Regions from separate parts of the Anas platyrhynchos genome. Here region 2 is linked to region 1. A link is a contact called in public Hi-C data. All regions are on one chromosome and are shown on one strand. The core of a region is the stretch at or near the end of the contact, and the rest is flanking DNA. Distances in the headings are between cores, read along the strand shown. Region 1 holds the start of TOP1 (DNA topoisomerase I). Region 2 overlaps TOP1 (DNA topoisomerase I).

What was found. A called contact is a pair of places that touch in the nucleus more often than the background predicts.
Region 2: a contact with region 1 is called in a Hi-C map of F1 follicle, with 2.3 times the contacts expected there. The contact joins the enhancer-like site here to the promoter of TOP1 in region 1. A contact is called at or near these places in 7 of 8 Hi-C or Micro-C datasets (F1 follicle, F5 follicle, liver and 3 more).

The regions. Positions count from the first base shown.
Region 1 is chr21:8,342,750-8,349,890 of IASCAAS_PekinDuck_T2T, reverse strand. It overlaps TOP1 (DNA topoisomerase I), which reads right to left and starts at 1,561. Exons shown (of 21, transcript XM_027472938.3): 1 at 1,366-1,561; 2 at 704-728. The coding sequence starts at 1,398.
Region 2 is chr21:8,380,013-8,387,667 of IASCAAS_PekinDuck_T2T, reverse strand. All of the region lies in intron 3 of TOP1 (DNA topoisomerase I), which reads right to left. Among named protein-coding and RNA genes, the nearest start is that of PLCG1, 35 kb to the left of the region's middle. Within about 2 kb of position 2,512, at least 2 of the 8 cell types and tissues checked have an H3K27ac peak or open chromatin away from gene starts, as enhancers often do. A contact at or near this core is called in F1 follicle, where this site is marked.

The DNA of each region.
Region 1 (7,141 bases), core at 312-2,811:
CCAATCCCACCGCGGGTTTTTATTTTAATTAAAAAGCCCCACCCAGCAAGGTAAAGTCCCGTCAGTTCGCAGGGCAGGAGAGGAGCAGGGGGTGCTCGTAAAATGGATGCAGCAGCTCCTGCTGAAGAGCAACATGTTGCAATCACCTTTCATTTTAGGGGAAGGGAGGGAGGGATTCCCTGAAAGGAACAGGGCCGGGGAGCCGTTGGGGGGGGGGGAAGGGAGCGATAAAAACGGCTCGGGGATTTCTTTAACCCCCAAAATAAATAAAACCCCCTCGGCTTTCCCGAGCAGGGGCTGGGGCCGGGCTCCCCGGCAGGAGGGCGGCTGAGGAGGAGGAGGAGGAGGAGGCGGAGGAAGAGGAGGAGGAGGAGGAGAAGGAGCCGAAAGCCACACAGCAAAGCGAGGAGGAAAAAAAAGAAAATGGCGCAGAGACTAAGTCCCGACCGTCGACAAGGCGACTTTCCAGCGAGGAATCGGGGCCCAAAAACGGCTCCGAGGGGGCCGAGAGGAGCCCTGGGGAGCCGGCGGTGCCCCCGCTAGGGGCTGAGGGGGCGGTGGGGAGCCGGGGGGGCCGGGAAGGGGGCTCCGGGGGCGGCTGGATGGGAACAATGGGGCCGGGGAGCGCGGAGCCGGGACTTAGTCTCTGGGACGCCATGTCTGTGTGTGGCTGCGGCCGGGCCGGGCCGCCGCGCTCACTCACCGTTGGCTCGGAAATCCGCCTCGATCTGCGGGGAGAGGAGACAACGGAGAGCCCGTGAAAACAGCCGTCCCGGCAGGGGGGCAGCCCCCCCCCTACACCCCGTGTACCCCCCTCCTTTAATTCCTCCCCCCCCTTTTAATTCACCCCCCCCCCCCCCCCCCCACCGCCACCTTCATCCCCGATTCCTCCCTCCCCCTTTTAATGATTTTTAATTCAATGCCCCCGCGAGCAGCGCCATGCCCGAGGTGTCCTTCACGGCGGGGACCCCCCCCCAAAAAAAAAAAAAAAATTAAAAAAAAAATTAAAAACCACCCCGGGATGGGGATGATGGGGGGGGATATGGGGAATAGGGGGGATGGGGGGGTCTCCCCAACGCCCCCTCCCCCTCTCCCCGCCGCCCCCCAGCCCCCAGCGAGGACCCGTCCCCCGGGGGGGCTCAGCGAGGGGTCTGGGGGGGGCCAGGCCGGCTTGACAGGGCTCACCCCAACCCCATGGGTCACCCCCTAGGGGGGCAAGCAGGGGGCAGCACCGGGCCGCGAACCCCAGCGCTGAAAGGGGGGCAGCGAGGGGGGGGGGGGGGGCTCTGCAGGGACCCCCCCCCAAAAAGGGCGGCGAGGGGCTGGGGACCCCCGGGGCACGGGGGGCGGTGCGGGGGCGCTCACCTGGGAATCGTTGTGCAGCTGGTCCCCGCTCATGCCGGAGGGTGCGGGAGCAGGAGCGGAGCAGGAGCAGGAGCGGAGGGAGGAAGGGAGCCGAGCCGAGCCGAGCCGAGCCGCCGGGGACGCGCGGAGCGGGGACGCGCTGAGAGCGCAGCCCCTGGCTGCCCAGCCGTTGTGTAACAGACGCTAAGTCCGACTTTCGGCGCACTGCGCAGCCGCGGAGCCTTTTACCCAAGGGGCGGGGCCGAGGCAGTGTTAGACAGAACGCCGGGGCGGGCGCCAGGAAACGGCGGCTCTCATTTGCATACAGGCCCCGCCCACCGCCGGGTGGATTTACATACAGGCCACGCCCCCTCCCCCGCCGCCGTCCTCACGCTCCCTCCGAACGCCGCCGACTCGCCCGCCCCCCTCCCGCGGGGATTTTTACATATCCGGCCCCGCCCCCTTCCTCCCTCTCCTCCAATCGCGCCGCGCGAGCTGCCCCTCATTTGCATGCTCCGCCACGCCCCTCCCCGCCGCCGGACGAACCCGCGGCATTGTGTAAGAGCCCCTTCCCCCGCTGCGCATGCGCCCCGCCCCACCCCTGCAGGGCTCTCTTTGCATCCCGGGCCCCGCCCCCCGGCGCTGGCCCCGCCCCGCGCCGCCGAGGGAAGATGGCGGCGCCGGGCGGTGGGGGGGAGGTGTGGGGCGGCCCCTCGGCGGCTCCTGCTTTTTAAAAGGGATCAGCCAACAGTTTTATTTTTATATATTTTTTTTCTCCACAGTACGAACAGGCCTTTTAATTTTTCCTCCTGTGAGGAAACTGAGTGTAAAAAGACAACAAAAGCTTCATTTTCCTGTAGCTGTACAAAGCACGGACCTTCCCACAACGACGCAGCCCCATAACCCCCAGCCCAGCCCCGTCAGAGGACATTGCTCCTGGTCTGGGGTTTCCTTTCGCTGTGCTGTGTGGCAGATTTGGTGCCTGTGGCCTGTTCGTGGCTCCCAGGGCTGCCCCCGGTCTCGGAGCTTCCCCCCTGCACCACAGCACACCCTGCACCTTTCCTCCGCTTCCACACGCGAGCAGAGCTTTGGTTTGACACTAAAATAATCCAGCCCTGCCAGGTTATCTGAAGAGATACATCAAAATGTAACAGGGACAGCAGCCACCTATTTGCGCTGCATATTTATGTGCCACAAAGGGAAAACTCTGTCACTTTCTTGCAGTCTTCAGAAGAGGATCTGAGGACTTCCTTTTTTTAACCAGAGCAGACAAATATTTCTGGCTCTAGAGCTGTTTATTATGCAAACTGCTTTAGTCACTGTTAGATTTTTAAATATAAACAGTCAAAAAGCTGCTTCAGACACCTCTCCTGTGCGAAGAGGTGCTTGCCCCCAGCTCACGAGAATGGGATGAGAGGAGGCTCCTGGAGCAGCCAGAGGTTCACTGCCGGGCAGAGCCGCACAGCCTGAGCTTTGTGGTGGGGGCTGGCACGTCCAGAGCTGGGCACTGGAAATTCCTAAAAGCCCTTTCTTCTGAAGAAGCAGTTTTGTGTTAAAGATTACATATCTCCAGCCCCCCAAGAAGCCTTGCTCAGAAGGCCTCGCAAGAAAGGGAGCTGCTGCAACTCCGGTCAGAGGGAAGGATCACCACCTCTTCCAGCAGCTGCCATCTTCAAGGCATTTCTGAGCACACTTCTGGTTGCAGAAGGGAGCCTCCGAAGCGGCACGGGAGGCCACACACCTTGTATGTGGACCCAGCAAGCCGAGCTCTGCCTGCGAAGGGAGCTGCCCAGTTTGCGAGCTCAGGTCCTGATAACGACCACAGTGTCCCCCAGGGTCAGCTGAAGGTCTGACCAGAGCCTGTGAGAAGCCGCTGCCCTGCCACCATTCCCCTGGCAGAACCCAAGAGGCAGGGAGAATTAGAACTTGTTCAGAGGTGTATTGAAGCGTAACACCCCCCACAGCCCCCTATAACACCTCACAGCCCCCTTCCAAACCTATAACCTGCTCTGTGATGCTCCAACAGAACTGCAGCACCTTCCCTCACCCCCTTCACAGCTCACAACCCTCGATGGTGGGAGGCTCTACGCGAAGGAAGGGAACAGCCCACAAAAGACACACTGCTGTACAGCCAGCCCTTTTGACAGTAGAGGCTGGCAATGACACACTGAAGGTGTGTGGACCTGCTTTGCTGGCAAAATCGTGTTCACCCCCGCCAAGATAAACGGGGAAATTCACAGCTCTGAGCACTGTGGTCTCGCTCTGCCTCTCTGAGGGCTCCCCGGGACAGCAGTACGTCACCATCAGGTTAATGTAGCCTAGGTGATTGCTTGCAAAACGAAACAGCTGGAAACGGCGCGTTTAAATTAAATCGTAAATCGTCCTGCGTATAAAAGCTGTAGGAAAGCCTCCGCTTCTTGGTCCTGGTGAATTGTGAGCTTTGATTTATTTGGTGCACTTGGGGCTTCTTGCTGTGTTCAGGCTCAGGGCACGCATTTTAAGAAAGAGGTGGGTGCCTTTTTCCTGACCAGCTTTGAGGCCGACACGATTCTGTGTCAGGATGGGATCCTGCGGCTTGCTCCAGCCCAAGTCCTCACTTCTGTGCATGGAAATCTGCTTTCCAGACCAGGCCTGCATCCATGCTGTGACTTTGTAGGGCGCTTCATCCTCCACTTCTTTTGGAAAAGGTCATCCCAAAGAGCGCACAGAGCTACGCTTGCAGGATCTGAGAGAAGCAGGGACCCATTCCAGCTGGGAGCTGCTACCAGGGCTCCTGCCTTCCCTGAGCACCAAAGCCAGCACAGGCTCCATGCTATCGTGGTGCTCAGGCCAGAGCAGGAGGCAGCAGGAGCCGAGTCCCGCCTGGTCCTCTGCTTGCCAGCATCCATCTGGGAGAGCAGGTGGCAGCACTGCAGCTCGTCACCTTGGCCAGGCCTGGGCATGGAGATGGTGCAGCTGCGGCCGTGCAGCAGCACGTTGCTGCTCCAAGTAGGTCACCAGCCAACAGGGGGAGGGAACACCACAGCACGTAGAACAGCTCGGGCTGTGATGTTTCAGACCTTGGAAATGGAAGGTAAAAACAAGTGGGAGGCTCTAGGACCTATACAGGACACGAAATGTGTGCATCCAAATCCCTGGATCCTCTGTAGCACTTTTCCCAAGTCACTGCCTTGTTTTCAGCCTCACGTGAAGACATCGATGTAGTGTTCATTCAGTTAGTTCTTTTATATTCAACTTTACTACATGTATATACTGTTTTTTAAGTTTCACCGTGAAGCAGATTTTATAAGTAAATAAAGTACTTGTCCTGATAGTTTGATGGCAATAGTCATAATAGTCATGTCTATGACCGTCCTTCAGAGTGCAGGAGGAGGCGCACAATATTGCCAACTCCCCCGTTTTTTAGCAGTCCCAAGATATTTAAGCTTGCTTATTTTGTTTTCTATGATGTTCCTTCATAAGAATCTCGGCTTTTGCAGCTCTCTGTAACAAGTTTCTGGCACTAATGTTTTAGGGGAAAAATAATAATAATACAAAAAGCTTCTGAATACAAAACAAGTTCATTCTGCCAATGGAGAACTAACAAAAGACCAGTTACAAAACAGATTTAAACCCTAAAATCACATCTTCAGAAGCCCGTTGTGATTTGTGTTTTAGCTCCACTGTAAAGGCTGTGGTTTGGCTACTTACATTGCTAGTCTACACTTTTTTTCACAGCCAGAGAGACCTGCCTGATGAGAAGGATTCCAGACCAGCGTAATCCTTGAACCCTGCTGTCAGTAGAACAAAGTGACACTTGTACGAAATAGGAGCAGTCAGATGTACGGCTCCCCTCTCACTTTTTATTAGGAGAATCTTCTCAAAACATTTGTACCTATTATGTACTGTTGAATGCTTTGGAAGCTCTTTATTTTACATTTTAATAAGCCACAGCAATTATTCACAGTTTTAGATGTAAGACAGGGGAGCAAATTAAGCAGAACCAGCAGATACCATTGTAAGTGGGAACTTGCAAAGGTCAGTCTTAATTACTGAGTTTCACCTGGGATGGGAGAGGCTTGCAGATGTCCTGGGGAATTATTTGTTACAAAATAAGAGCTGATATCAGTTGACGTTTATTATACCCTCATTTGCCTCGATTAGGGGAGCTACGGGTGGTAGAAAGGTTGGTTATATTATACACAATATAAAAAATGGGATGGGAAGAAGAGATTTTGGATTATAATCTAAAGAAGAAATAATTTCATTTTCTCCTGACAGCACACACAAAGTCCAGGTACATGTGCTGTGATTGGGGCTGCTGCCGCCTAATGCTGAACGCAGTTGGGTGCACATATTCCTCAGGAAAACCATGTGCTTACCATGGCAAGTGTAGGAGGCAATAGGATGGCTCTTTTTGAGCACTGTGTTGAAAGTATAATTGAGGTAAGGAACAATCTGCATCCCTGGAATTAATTTCTCATTAATTTAGGCTAGCCAGTTTCACCTCTTTTTCTCCCTCAACCCATTTTGGTCGCTATTTCTCACAGTGACATAATTCTGTGATGCAGATTCCTGATACTGCAAGGAAAGGGTCCAAATGTTTCTATTTCTATCAGAACTGCTATTAAAAATACTCTGAGTTAAATTTGGTACCCACAGTTAATAAATGGTGCTCCTCCATGGTACAATGAGATAATATTTCCCCTGTCTGTAGTATTTTCCATCCAAAGGAAAGAAGAATCCCCATTTTGGGAAAGAAACTGCTCACTTGGAGTGCTTCCATTTCTGGAGCTGCGCCACGTGAAGAATGCTGGGCTGAGCTCCAGGAGATCTGAGCAGCCGAAAACCATCCAAAATATCGATGGGAGCTCTGATACTCATCACTGCACACCAGGCCAGATGCATCCCAGAGCCTGCCCCTGCCACACCGGGGAGTGCTTTTGAAATGGGAGCTTGGAAAGCTTTGCTCAGATCAGCAGTGAGAGCTGAAAATTCAGCAGAGGCTCCTGATGAGGCCCCAGGTGCAGAGGCCGAGGCTGGCACCACCACAGACCCACCTTTAAGCCCACCGAGGTGTTTTTCCCTAGTCCCTATGTGCTTTCTCTATCTCTGCGCTGCTTCTGCATCCGTAATCCCCATTCTCCCAGACTCTGCCATGCTCACAGCCTCCTGCATACCAGCACACCAGAGCACCATTGCCCTTGTACCCCAAGACTCATGCCACAGACTGTAGCCCAGGGGCTCTGGGACAACGATGAGTCCAGCCCTCATCTCATCCCAGAGAGCTCAAGGAGAGCCCCTAAACCACAGGGAACATCCCTTTTGCTCCCAGAGGGGTTTCAGCTAGTAGAGGTGCATTCAGAGCTTAAATCCTGAAAGATGTGCAAATAGCTCATCCCTGAGCCAGGAGGTGGCAGGTGGCCCTACTAATGACTGGCAGCTTCCGTGCTCACCAAATTGCTGCTTTCACGTGGCAGCGGGTGGGCTGGCAGGACCGTGTGGCAGCTCTGCACCTTGCTGCGTGCACCAGGCTGCTGGCGAGTCCCTGGGCTGGTTCGGGGGCCACCCCAGTCCCCCGGGCACCTCAGCTCCCTCTGCTCCCCACAGCAGCTTCGAGGGTTTCTGCTGTGCCAGATCTGAGGGGGCAGACCCAGTGCCTGTCCCCATCTGGAGTCCTGGCTTTGGGGCTGTAAAAACTGCCTGCCGCCCCTGCTGCGCTCCAACTCCTCATCCCACAAGTGCTGCTGGCAGCCTCCTTACCAGCACAGGTGATGGGGTGAGAAATGCAGCCGTGGGATCCTCTGCTAACCAGCTG
Region 2 (7,655 bases), core at 1,263-3,762, 37 kb before region 1:
GAGAGGTTTCAATTATTCAAGCTTAGGGTAGCGCATACTCCAATAAATACACGCTGGCCTTCCAAACCCAAGTGGATAAAGTAAGAAAATTAATCTCTAGAGGAAATCAGTACCTTCGTATACTGTGTTGCATCAAAAGAGATCAGTAGGAAGAGAAACCAGTTTCGTTTTTAACTCTCTAGCAACTTCTCCTTACACTACATATAAAACCAAAGCGAAATGCCTAAACATTAAAAGGCCACTGGCAGTCTAGAAATTCTTGCAGACAGACGCACAGCACCACATGTTGGCTGTGAGTGAAGGTTTAACAACTGCAGACTATTCTTACCCAGCAGATCGTGTTATGTACACGGTGTGATCAAGACATGCAAGTACATACAGAACATCCCGACACTGAACCTCAGAAACCCAGGAGATGCCTGCTAGTCTTGCTCAGATTAGGCGTGCCAGTTTCTTTATCCTGTTTATTCATCGGTAGCTCAGACTCCAGATGCCCATTTCGTTCTTCCTTTGCTTCAACTAGATTCACCGAGCAACCAAAAGCACAAACCCCCTGGGTGTTAGCAATCTTTTTTAAACTCAAAAGTCTGGAAATGCTGACCTGACGCCTTGTTCTGTTATCTGTATGCAAGACAGGCACCTCGCTCACCAAAGATTAAAGTATTTCAATTACAAACGTGTACCATCATACAGAGGAAAAACAAAAACAACGAAACACAGGGCTTAGATCCATCTTGCTTTCTGTAAGTCTGCTTACATCTCCTTTCTGACACTTTATTGTTCTTATTTGGTATTTAAATTCTACTCGCAACAACATGTTCTACTCTGTCAACAGTTTGCATCTCCAAAGCACAGTACCCACTGCCATCAATGGGGTTAGCTCTCTAGGGTACAGTTCATGACTGTGCCCGTTGCATTGGGAATTTGGAATAGAAAGATTTTTTTTTTAAAGGTAAGTTTTCAGAAGCACCATACTCATTCTCACTGGCAGCCAAAAGCACAAGCTTTCAGTGTGCTAAGTAGAGCCCAGGAAGTACACAAAACGTGACTAAGAGCAGATTAATAGATGGCAATCTACACCTGCAAAGCTAAAACTGACAAAGGCAGAAAATCCAATTGGCCTAGAAAAGCAGTGACAGTCTTTATGTTTGCCGAATGCTTACACGCTACTGCTGGAAGAAAAAAGTGCTAAAAACTTTTGGTGGCTTCAGTAGAAACCTGAATGATGTCCCTGTTCAGAGGCCACCATCACGGCCACCACTGAAAAGCAGTGTGCAGTCTGAAGCTGACATTTACCATCACTGGGGTCAGAAGCTAGAAGGCTGGATTCCTGATTCAGTCCATCCTCTTTTTTTTTTTTCCCCTTAAATAAATCACAAGACCATCCTTCCTCTTTGCTTTGCAGCAAGCACTGAAGCAGATTTCTCACTGAAGCAACATGGGCTCAGATAACCCAAGATAAGTCGGTCTCCGGTTTCACTCCGCAGCTTCGTTTTCAAAACAACGGCCTTGGTGGCCAGACCTGGGGCCCTGGTACGAGGCTGGAAGAAATCCCCCAGGTGACACGAAGAGACGAAGGCATGTGCTACTTGTCCCTGGCAGAGCCTGAAATCTGCGTCTCTTGATAAAGCTTGTTTGGGAACACACTGACAACAAAGTCATCAACCAACAATCCTAATAGAAATAAGTTATTTTTCTCCAAAAGCAAAGCAAGTTTGTCACATACCAACTGCAGCCAGCAAGCTGAGCAGCTTTGGTCTTTCAGTTAGCTAAGACACTTATGTGAGCCTCCAGGGGAACACAATTTAACCACCACGCTAATCTCGAAAGAAAAGAGGAGGCAACAGGATGCCAGCCTTACCCTAAAGAAGAGGCTTCAGCCTTCCATCAGAAAGCTATTTCCAGACATCCTCAAAGCTATTATTAGGAGGGATTGGGAACAATTTAAAGATCCGAAGTCTGTCTTCCTCGCCAATTCAAAATTGGAGGAAAAACTCACTTTTCTTTAAAAGCAAACAAACAGAACAAGCGAATAAAAAGGGCTCGATACCACAGGCACCCAGATATTTTTTATCCTGAATCCCTGTCTCAGAGCACTGCGGATCCTGTGCTGTACCTTCCTGCCAACAAACCAGCTGCGAGTCACTGAAGTGGGACAGCAAAACCCCCAGAAGACAGGGAATTTCACTGCACGGCTGGTGACAACACGCTTGTTCCCACGCTGTGTTAGAAATGCCCAGCCTCGCCGACAGCACCAGGCCTTCCTCGGCACCCCGGCCATGACAACTGAACAGCGCTCCGAGTTCCGCACCTCTGGCAGTGCTTAACACTGACAACCTCCTCCATGTGGCATTTTGAACGTAAAATACAAGCGAGTAGGATGCCATAACCCCACCCCGGTGCAGGCAGAACCAGGGGTTGCATCACCCGGGGCCCCCCCATGGCACTGGCGTTGTTCAGACCAAGGGCAGACGAGCAGCAGCGCGTCTCCTAGCGCACTGCGGCCTTTTTGCTAGCGTGCTGCCTCGAATTTTAGCGTGAACAAGGCCATTGGAAGGCCTCGGGGCTTTGAGGCTGATGTGCACAAGGCGATAAAGCTACCAGAAGCGACCCTCTGCCTGCAAGCACAGCTGCGGTGCCCGGCGAGGATGCCCGCAGGAAGGCAGGAGCGGGAGGCAGAGCGGGCACCTGGCAGCAGCTGCTTCGGCTGCGACCACTCGGGAAAGGCGAGAGTGGAAAGCGCTCCCAGAGAGCAGCAGATGTGCTGCTCACGGCTTCCTTCTCCAAACTGCAACAGCTTCGCCGTAATTCAACACTGAATTCTTCAGGTGCCATTTATGTACGTTAATAATCCCTTCCCAGGCCCTCTTCCATTCCAGCTTCAAAATCACAAGCTGAGAAGGATGCTTTATCTGAAGCGTCTCTTATTTCTCCTCTCTCATTTTCTCAGCTGTAATTAGCTCGTGGCTGAGAAGCTGCTACTAGCAAGCAGCAGAGCCTGCCGCAAGCAGAGCTCCGCTTGCCTCCTCGCTAACTGCTGCAGCACCACTGAAGCGTAAAATAAAAGGAAGCTGTGATTTTACCTAAATCTAAAAGCACAAAGGGACAAAGCCTACGTTACACGGCCTGTGTCTCCTTTGACGTAGCATGGGACTAATGGAAAAATGGGCTCACGTGCAGACTAACACATGCCAAGGACCGGCTGGCTGTGCGGGGAGAGTTTCAGGAACAGGAGGCACCCCAGCAAAGGACAAGTTTTCAGCTGCCTTGCAGTGTTTTGTGCTCGCTGCTAGAGAGCTGTTGTATGGTGTTACAAGGCATGAGCACGTGAGCCTCGATGGTTCTCTGCTGGGATTTCAGCATTATGGTAAAAATCTGAAGCCACTTTTTCCCAGAGCTGGAGCCTTTCCTTCGGTGCTCGCAGATAAGAGATCAAGCTTTCAGCAAGGGGAACGAGATAAAAAGCTGCATTAATCAGTAGGTGACAAAAATACTCGGAAGTCAAATTGACACCATTAAATGTACACCATTTGTGATTTTGTAATTTGTAATTTACACCATTAAATGTACACCAGTACGCCATTAACTGAAAAAGCAGAAATTTTTGCTGCTAGAAGGGATCGCGTTAGAAAGCTAATGGAGGTCAACCGCACTCAAGAGGGGGAGGAAAACTGAAGCACCCACACCAGGGGAACAGGGGCACTGAAACCCCAAGTCAGATCTCTCTGCCTCTTCGTGCCCCAGATGCACACAGCTCCTCGCAGCTCGGGATCACGTAGTAAATCAGTCAGGAGGTGTGTGAGATGCCAGAGCTGAAATTTATTTTCATTCACCACAAGCAAATGCCTTGGATCTGTTTTTCCTAGCAAAACCACAAAACTCAGAAGATGCCAGTGAAGATCAGGTCTATAAATCCCGTATGTTCCCTGCTTCTGTTCATCTCAAGCTGTGATCACAGGAGATTTTGTAAACGAAGGGAATATGCAATCTGACAGAGGATTTTTTCCTGCAGCTCAGATGCCTGTCACACTGACAGCAGGGATCAGCACTGCGAGAGGAGCCTCTTTGCTCCCTTTCACTGTCACAGCCAGTTCTGCACGGCGCCGGCCACGCTCCACGCAAAGCCCAAGACACCCAGCAGAAAGACGCTCGTTACTGGGAACACTTCGAAACCAATCTCTTGCACGCCTTGGCTTCAAAGGGACCATTATTTCATTATTTTACATGGCCTCCCTGTTTGAAATGCTCGTCACCCAGAGATCAGAAACCTATTGCCACATCAGATTTGTTTCATTGTATTTTTTTAACTACTGACATTTATATTTAATGAGTGCGTGTAGGGTTTTCTTTGGGGGATCAGGAAATAAAGGGTTGAGAAAAGGAACAAAAGAAAACACTTTGCTGGGTAGTGATTGCTTGATAACGATGTGGATTTATTCTCTCAGTTTTGTTTTATGGGCTTTGCACTTTCTTGGAGGGTGAAAGATCTTTGAGAAGACCCTGATGAGGCACATGAAGGCTCTCCCAGTACACTACAGCTACAAAGCTATAAGTGATTAAGATTAAGATACAGGAGTGTCATCTTGTGAGTGGGAATGGAAGAAAGCAAGAAGCAAAATTAGGAAGTTCCACATCCCAGTCCACACACTTCTGCCATATGAAATTAAGATAATCTATTTTAGGTGTTTCTGGGATTTATCTTGACAGCGTAGATACTTCCTTCAAAGTCTGGATACAGGAAACATTTATTCGGAAGTTTTTCTGCCTTGTTGACGTAGGTTTTATTTTAAAAAGCTTGTTTTAGTACCAGGCAGGAGATGAAATGGTGAAACTACTGCAGACGGACATTAAAAATGATCTGCTTTGGATGCAACCAGACAATGCTCTAAAACTGCGTACAATGCGTGACGCAACACCAAACTTCTCAGCGAGCAGTCAGGGGATGCTTCACACGCTGCACAACGCATCCCACAGGTACAAACCCAAGCTTCTCCAGCAACAACGGCTTGGATTTCTGCTAACACACAGCTCAATCTTTTTAAGAGCTAAAAAAGATACAGAACATCTCCTGCACATAAAAGCTGATGACTGGAAGTACAGAACGGAATTTCTCAAGATTTAAGTGCAATTCTATTAATCTAAGAAATTTTTCTAAATGATTCAATTTCAGTTTTAGCAAGAGGTTTGTATCAAATGCTGTAAGAACTCCCCATACAGGTAGAAACCATTGGAAAATCCCACATTCTCGGTGCCTTGTAAGTTTTGTCTAATTTCTAGTGGAGTGACAGCTATTTTCACTCACATTTCATTGCCAAATGTAAAAGTATGGCTATTGGGATTCTCATTAGCAGGGCAGAGCATCTCAGAGCCTACCAGCCACTGCCTCTGCTCACCTGCTGTGCTTTACATCTTCCTCCAAGGACTCTGTCTTGTCACATCACAGCAAAGACAACCCTTTAGACAGGGGACAATTCTCCAGTATTTCCCTGCAAAGCAGCTCCCTCCCCTCCAACTGCTGGTAAAAATCAAAAGCTATTAAAAATGGCAAAGTGATCAGTAGTCCCCTTAACCTGTTCCTTGCGAGCTGTCTGCTTAGCAGTAAGATAGCGAGAGGCGCTTGACAGTGATTGAAATGATTCCCAACCATTTCACACCAGCTGCACAGTCACAGAGGGCATCCTAAAACCCAGACTTCTCATTTACTCTTGGTTCTGTCCAGGGAAGTAGTTTTGCACAGCAACCATATTAACAGAGCCATAACTGAAGTTCATAGAGGAGCCTGTGCAGGACCAGCAGGAGTTTCAGGATGGATGCTGTTGGTTTTTGCTCCCTCCCAGGCTCATGTTGTGTTTAACCACCCCAAGTTTTGTATTAGGCTGAAACTCTGCATTTTAAAGACAGGACTTCTAACTGTACACTTGTGCAGCTTGCTCCGGTCCTTCCCCATCCTGTCCTGTAACTCACTAGTCTGCCCTCTGCCATCCTTGGAGTCTCACCTTCCACATCAACACTTGGCAGTCATCAGCCCACAAGGACTTGCTCCATTCAGATCCTTCCAGAAGCTCCCCTCTTTAATTCCACGCTAATCACAGATCTTCCTCTACCCCCATGCTGTGAGCTGCTGGGCTATCTCCTCCATAAGACAATTGTTACCTAACTCTAACCCTTACAGGCACAGCTTAATATTCATGGAATTACACGCACGACAGCTGAATCAAAAGACTCGGAGAGGAAGTGCTTAACTTTCAATTATGGGGTCAGTTATTTCTAAAAGGTTTGTTAGAAGACAGCTGGGCTTGCATCGCCACTGGCCACGTGCCTCGTGCCTGACTGAGCACAACTGGGGCAGTGCAGATCTTAGAAGACTCCTGAAGGATGGATCCAAGCAGAGCACTGCACACGTTTCTGTGTATGTTATCTTCCCTGAATGACACCTCCGTGATTCAGCAGCCCAATACATTAATTTTTATGGTGTCAGTTTTAAAATGCAGGAAACACTATAAAAAAAATGCTGCAAGCTGTGTGCACTCAGCCTGGGGAACTGTCCCACCTTGTGCAGTGGCCTAAGGGGCAAGGCAATATCATGTCATCTCTTCCCAAAATATGCCCCAAAGAACAACCCTGCAAAACATGCATTCAGTCATGTTATCCACACAGGTGCATCCTTCTATGACACAAAAATGTAGTACATTGTGCTCAAAGAACAAACGAATATTTAAATGAAAATATCTGGAAGCTTTAAGCGCAGTGTCTAGAAAAAGTGCTACCTTTCTTAAAGGGACTTTGAGGCAATGCTGAAGGGAGGGAGGAATTACTTCACGATAAAGAATGTTTACCTGTCAGCTCATGACAAAGCTACAACTCACACAACACATTAGCCGTTCTTATCTCCTTTTTAATGTTTTGTTATTTATTATTTACACAATTAGCACTGGGCAGCTTCAACTTACAAGCCATAATTAGTTGGTAAAAAAATATTTCTTCCAGTTAAAAATATCCTTCCACCTCCTACACAGAGAAAGCCAAATCATTAATGAATTCTGGAAGTTTGAAAAGATCGTGCTTACATTACTCCTTACAAAAGAATGTACTTTGCTAAGATTGCAGGAGAATGGTTTCCAAGTGAAGCAATAAGCACTTGGAAATGTGAGGCAAAATCAGTTTTGGGGAACATGCTTGAATATAAGAAAAAACAGAACACAAAGCAATTGAGATACATGAGAAAAAAAGTGCAAACAATGCGTCCAGAGCATTTAGTCTTTGCCGTGGAAGCCAGTAAATGCTGCAACTTAATTTGCCTAGAATTTTTTTTTGCTGTCATCTATTTGTGAAGAAGAAACTAAAGAAAGCTGTACAACTTCTTAAAAGGTCACAGAAAAAGTGTGACCCCAATAAAACAAAGCCACTGGTCAGCACACCCTCATTTTTTTCCTTGCTTCTTAATAGAAATTGTTAATACAGACCATTCATTTGTTTTTAGTTTGTGTTGTCACATTTGCACAGCCATTATTTAATAACATTTGCTTGGCCATAACAATCACTCCCTGCCATTCACCAAGTGCTGGGACAGAAACTTACCCTCCAGTGCCTGATTTGCAAATACTCACTTGCACGTCAGGAGTTACAACTAGGAAAGCTTCTCTGTGTAATGTCCT